Linked DNA regions of Sus scrofa: region 2 is linked to region 1. Evidence: chromatin contacts called from public Hi-C data. All regions are on one chromosome and are shown on one strand. Each heading gives the region's core, a stretch centred on a gene start, on an enhancer-like site or on the middle of the called end of the contact. The rest is flanking DNA. Distances are from core to core; before and after follow the strand shown. Region 1 holds the start of DLL1 (delta-like protein 1). Region 2 has its middle 32 kb from the start of ERMARD.

Region 1 (2,700 bases), core at 22-2,521:
GAACAATTAAAATCTGTTGATCCTGAATCTTGACAGGTATTCGGGAGCCTGCTGCCTAACTAGTGGAGGGATGGCCCTAGACTTCAACTGATTTTTAGATTTGCTGTCTACTGTGGTTTTACTTGGTATTTGAGAATTTTCCTTCTTCTTGTTCATTAGACGGTACACTGTGATCTGAACATCTGCTGCAATGACAGTCACATTTTGCCAGGACAGTGCACGTTCTCACCAGTAAGGTGGCTGTAGCACTCCTATAGCGAGGCTGTTGTGGCCCGGCGCCCTGGAGCTGTGCTGCCAACAAAGTGGAGTTTACTCCAGCGCTCACACCTTTCCTCCGGATGAAGCTGCCCTAGGTGTCGGGGAGGGGGAGGTCAAGGGAGGAGCAGATATGGGTGGGATAGAAGCCGCCCAGCACGAAGCTGGATGCCAGAGTAGGAGTCCATGGCCCACCTTAATTCTGCATCGCGGCCGCAAGCATGAGAGCAATTTAGATCCTCATTGTGTGAAACGTGTGTTCTCGGCCCTCCCAATAAACTCATTTCCCTTTAAAAAAAATGAAAACAAAAGTTCTAGTGTCTGATGGACGTGTAAAAACCTAATAAGGTGATGGTTGTGCAAAGGTTGCGGGTTGGGGGGGCAGGCTGGAGGGTCTTTAGAACATGTGCCGGACATTGTTGCAGAGGCCGCGGCGCGCGCGGAGGGGAGCTCTTTCTCTCTGCATTGTGCGGGGAGCAGGTGCGGTCTGCATTACCATACAGCTGAGCGCACAAAGAGCCACTGATTCAGCCTCGCACAATAACAGACTGCCTTAATGACAGCCACGCGAACGACACACACCAAACTCACTTTTTACCAAGCAGAGGGAGGCCGAGGGGGGAATACCCAGGAGAGAGGTCCTGGGGACCCCGGAAAGGTGGCGGCGGCCGAGAATCGAGCCCGGAAGGGTGTGTGTATTGGGGATGGAGGGGAGGCGGTAGTTTACTGCGTCAGGATCCCCCCGCAGTGGGGGACGCGCTACCCGGACCCCGCCCCCCAGCGGCTGCGGATTGGTGCGGGAACACCCCAGGCGCGAGGCAACAGGGTCCCCGGGGCGCCGCGCTCGCTTCTGCGTTCCCAGACGCGGAGTCGCGGTCCTCGTCCGGGAGACGTCTGGGTGTCAGACCTTCCCAAACTTCCCGAAACTGCCGCTGCGCTCTCGCCACCCTCTGCCCACTGCTCGGGCCCGCCCCCTCCCTCTTGTGCCCCGGTCCCCCGCCCCGGAGACTCCTCCTTAGGAAGAGGCTGCCCGGGAGAAGGGGCGGCCCACCGGGAACTGGGCCTCGGACTTCGCACCCGCCCCCCCAGGCCCCGGCCGCGGCCAGAGAGCGGGTCGGAGGCGGGCGCCGCGGCGACGGGAGAGTTCCCCAGGCCGGACGCGGCCTCACCCGCCGGGTTGCTCGCGGCGGGGCAGGGGCGCAGCGCCGCCCCCGCGCGTCCCCGGGCCTCTACGAGTCTGAGGCCGGGAGGAAGCGCCGAGGAGCCCGGGCGGCGGCACCAGCCTCGGGCGCAGAGGGGATTCTTGCGGTGAACATTTTGCAGGAATGTAAATGAGTGCGTTTCGTGGGATGGGGGGGCGGGGGCGGGGGCAGGGGAGGGCCGAGGGCGGGGAGGGTGGGGGCGGGGAGGAGGGTTGCACATTTTACAGCTCACTGACCATTTGGCGAGCCATTGAGAGGAGGGTTTGGAAAAGTGGCTCCTTTGTGACAGCTCTCGCCAGATTGGGGGGCTGCTCATTTGCATCTCATTAGCCATGCGGGCGGCCGGCTGGATATAAGGCGGCGGCGCGGGGTGAGCTCGAGCCCCTGCGCGCCCGCGGAGCCCCGGCCGGCGCCGCACCCGACGCGCAGCCTGGCGCGCAGCCTTCGCCGCGACCCGGTCCTAGACCCCGGGTGTTGACCTGGATGGCACTGGCTGGGTCCCTGGGAAAGACTCAGGTCCAGGGCGCTTCCCGGACCACGGCCGCCGAGTGAGCCAGCCGGGCCGCACCCGCGGGTGCTCGCCGGCCTCGGATTACCGCCTCGCGCGTGGGATTTCCAGAACGCAGCTCGCTAATCGGACTCGCGGGCAGCTCTGCAGCTCCTTGGGAATTGAGCTAAATATTTGGACGTTTCCTCTCCCCCTTTTCTTTTCTTTCTTTCTCTTTTCCTTTTTCTTTCTTTCTCCTTCTCTTTTTTTTTTTTTTTTTTTCCTGCGAAGAAGCTTAAGACAAAACCAGGAAGCAGACGACCCCTACCTACTGGTGGCTTGGAAGAAAGAGGGGAAAACCGAAAGTTGCTGCTCCAGGAGCAGTCTCTTCCAGGAGCCTTTTTCTCTCGTGCATCCCCGGAGCTGCCATCGTCTCCGCTGGGCGGATCTAAGGGACCTCGGCTTCCAAAGGAGCCGGAGACGGACCCTCGAGGAGAGAAGCCCGGATTTTACCAGCCGGAGGCAAAGCGGCCGCTCTCTCCCGCCCACGCTCCTGGGGGCACCTTCCTCCCCAAGCATTCCCTGCTGACTTAAGAAGAAGGGGACGCGAAGAGAGCGAGCGCGTCCAGCGGTGCACCATGGGCCGGCGGTGCGCCCTGGCCCTCGCCGTGCTTTCGGCCCTGCTGTGCCAGGTAAGTTGCCAGGTGAAGTCCCCAGGGCCGCGCTGTCCCGCAGGCTGCCCGCGGGGTGCCCCGG
Region 2 (2,700 bases), core at 45-2,544, 310 kb after region 1:
TTTCATCCAGGCCAGGGAAATTGGAATCATCAACTGCTATAGGGAAGAAAAAGCAAGAAGTGAGCGGAAATCCAAGAACCTAGGCCCCTCTGGGGCACTGACGCCAATGCTCGGTCGCGTGAAGGGTGGGCCCGGGAAATTTCCTCCCCTCTCGCCACCTCGTGTCCTCCAGCGGGAGGGGCAGTCAGGGCCTCTGGAGGCTGGAGGACACTCACTCAGGGGCTGCGGCTGCCAGCGGCGGCCCATGCCGAGCGGTAGGAAGGCTCAAGGAAGGGCTTGCAGAGGACTCAGGTGAGCCGGCTGCAGTCAGACCCCCGCCTTCCCAGGACGCTGGGAAGTCTCACCACGGTGTGGCTGGGGGGATCCATCTGGAGACAAGCAGCCGGCAGAGCCTTCCGGGAGACAGAAACAGCCCACTCGGGCCCCACACGAGAGCCATCCCCGCAGGGAGAGGACCAGCCAGGCCCTGCCTCCCTCCTTCCGTGGCCTTCTCACCCTGCGGCGCCGTCCTACCCAGGGGTCGCGGGGACCTGAGCACCCAGGTACTTTGAAAACCGTGGGCCTGTGCCTGCCGGCTTCCAATGGAAGCTGTGGTGCGGGGTTCAGCATTATGACTGGCTTCTTTGAACTTAAAATACTCTTATTTTAAAGGAATTGAGCGACGAGTCAAAACCACTCCCTGCATCATCCAGGATATTCTTTGGAAAACCTCAACACTTGATCTTAGATCGATTGTAAATGGTTCAAGTTCACTTGGGAGCCACACTAGCCAAGGCACCCAGGGGCCCAGACGCTGGACTACAGGTTAACACTTAGGGCTGGGTAGCAAGCCCGGGATCCAGTTTTGCTATTTAGAGTAGCTGGGGGGAAGCCCGCCACGCCCCGGCGGGAGGCCCCGCACGCCCTCTGGGTGACACAGTGCGGGCTGAGGACACTGTCCTGCGCCGCTGATAAAGGTGGGCTGTTAGAAGCCGGTGCACCTGAAAGTTCTGCGCGGATCCGGCCACATTCTTTCAACAGCCCCTGCCTCTGCGGTTCGCTGTCTGGGCCCCGCAGGCCCGTCCCGCACCGGCGGCACCCAGATGATGCCGGTCGTGGCCCAGACCCGGCCTCCCGCGCCGCTGCGACGCGCGGCCCGGACCTCACAGCATGCGAGCCCCCTGAGCCCTCTCGCGCCCAGGCCCGGCCCGCGCGAAGCCCCCGCCCCGGCCCCGGCGGGCAGGCGGGAGGAAGGGGCAGGTACCGCCTGGATTCCCGGGAGGCTTCCGCTCGGGGCTGCGGGCCTTGCCTTGCTCAAGAGCGCCGCCCCGCGTCCCGCGGAGGGACCGCAGACGCCGGGGCGGGCAGCCCGTACACCGACGGCTCGAGAGCACCCGGATCCGAGAAACCCAAGGTTTACTCCTAAGAGCAGCTTCCTAACCGACTTACTGAAAAGGCAAACAAGGCGGGTGCCACCGCGGGACGGGGCACCTCCACGGACCCTCGCAGATGCCCACGTAGAGGAGGGCCTGGGGACACGCAGGACGCGGCTCACAGCCACACGAGGCTCCGCTCCATCCCAAGGTCGCTGCTCAGTTGAACCAGAGCCACTCTCGGCCCCACGTGCAGGCGAGGACTGGGCGGTGGCAGCTGCCCCCTCACCTCCTCCCCTGAAAACCCTACACCTGAGAGCACGGGTTGGGGGCCGCGGGCTTAGGTCAGGGACAAAGTTGTCTGCAAACGCCCAGCTTGATTTCCACGTGGAGGAAACCCAATTCCCCCCCTAGAAACAGAAGGGCCTGGTGATACTGATGCCACCGGCCCGGGACCTCGGGTACCCCCTGACCCCACACCCTGTAGTCCACCAACCCACTCGGGGAGGCAACGTGATTCCCAGCCCCTCACAGATCAGAAAGCTCAGGTTGTGAGGAGTTAAGCAGCTTGTTCACAAAGTAAGTGACGTTCTTAACCTGGGTTTGGCCTCGGACCCGTGTCCCTCCCCAGGCGTGGCAAGAGCCGTCTCCCTCTCAGGCTGGCTCTTCAAGGCTCTGGCAAGCTGGCTGTTGCTTTTGGTGAAGAACAGATTTAGCTAATCTTCCCCTCTGCCCCTTCCTGCAGTAACTCCATCTGCAGGAGGTATTCGGCCAGCAGAGAAATGAAAAGCGGGCTGAGAAAAGCCTGAAGCAAGCTTGCAAATATCAGGCATTTTCTGGGCATCTTTCAGTTGCTCCAGCTCCCCACCCGTGACAGGGCCGATCAAGTCATAGTCCTTCCCAGAAGCCACGGCCCGCTCCATTGGTGACTCCCACTGGCAAGGGGTTGAGGCAGAGGCATGTGGCATCACCTGAGGAAAACAAGGACTTTCCACCCCACTGGATGGACGCAGGGAGGCACCTGCAAGCTGGCAGCAACAGGCTGGTCACCAGGAAACAAACTGGAGGAAGCCATGGGTGTGCCCAGCCAAGCACCAGCCAGGAGCAGTGTGGCCTTCCCAAGGGTCGCCAGGCAGGCCCAGCAAGGACAGCTCTGGCCACGGGTGTCCTGTGGCCGGTATTCCCAGCATGCAGGAGCAGCAGGAAAGGCTGCAGACACAGCCAGACACCAAGCGAACCCACTCCGCTCCCCATAGGAGGCACGCACTGGGGTCCTGGGGGTCCCGGGACCATGCAGGGAGGAGCCCAAAGAGGAGAGCTTGATGTCACATATTCTCATGGGAAGACC

What was found. A called contact is a pair of places that touch in the nucleus more often than the background predicts.
Region 2: a contact with region 1 is called in a Hi-C map of retroperitoneal adipose tissue, with 2.7 times the contacts expected there. The contact joins the enhancer-like site here to the promoter of DLL1 in region 1. A contact is called at or near these places in 4 of 5 promoter capture datasets (fetal liver, fetal skeletal muscle and liver), 20 of 47 Hi-C or Micro-C datasets (alveolar macrophages, brain, embryonic fibroblasts and 12 more) and 2 of 2 datasets of contacts at active chromatin or transcription factors (alveolar macrophages and skeletal muscle).

What each region holds. Positions count from the first base shown.
Region 1 is chr1:197,544-200,243 of Sscrofa11.1, forward strand. It overlaps DLL1 (delta-like protein 1), which reads left to right and starts at 1,272. Exons shown (of 12, transcript XM_021085522.1): 1 at 1,272-1,590; 2 at 2,239-2,636. The coding sequence starts at 2,583.
Region 2 is chr1:507,862-510,561 of Sscrofa11.1, forward strand. No RefSeq gene overlaps it. Among named protein-coding and RNA genes, the nearest start is that of ERMARD, 32 kb to the right of the region's middle. Within about 2 kb of position 1,295, at least 38 of the 83 cell types and tissues checked have an H3K27ac peak or open chromatin away from gene starts, as enhancers often do. A contact at or near this core is called in alveolar macrophages, fetal liver, omental adipose tissue and 3 more, where this site is marked.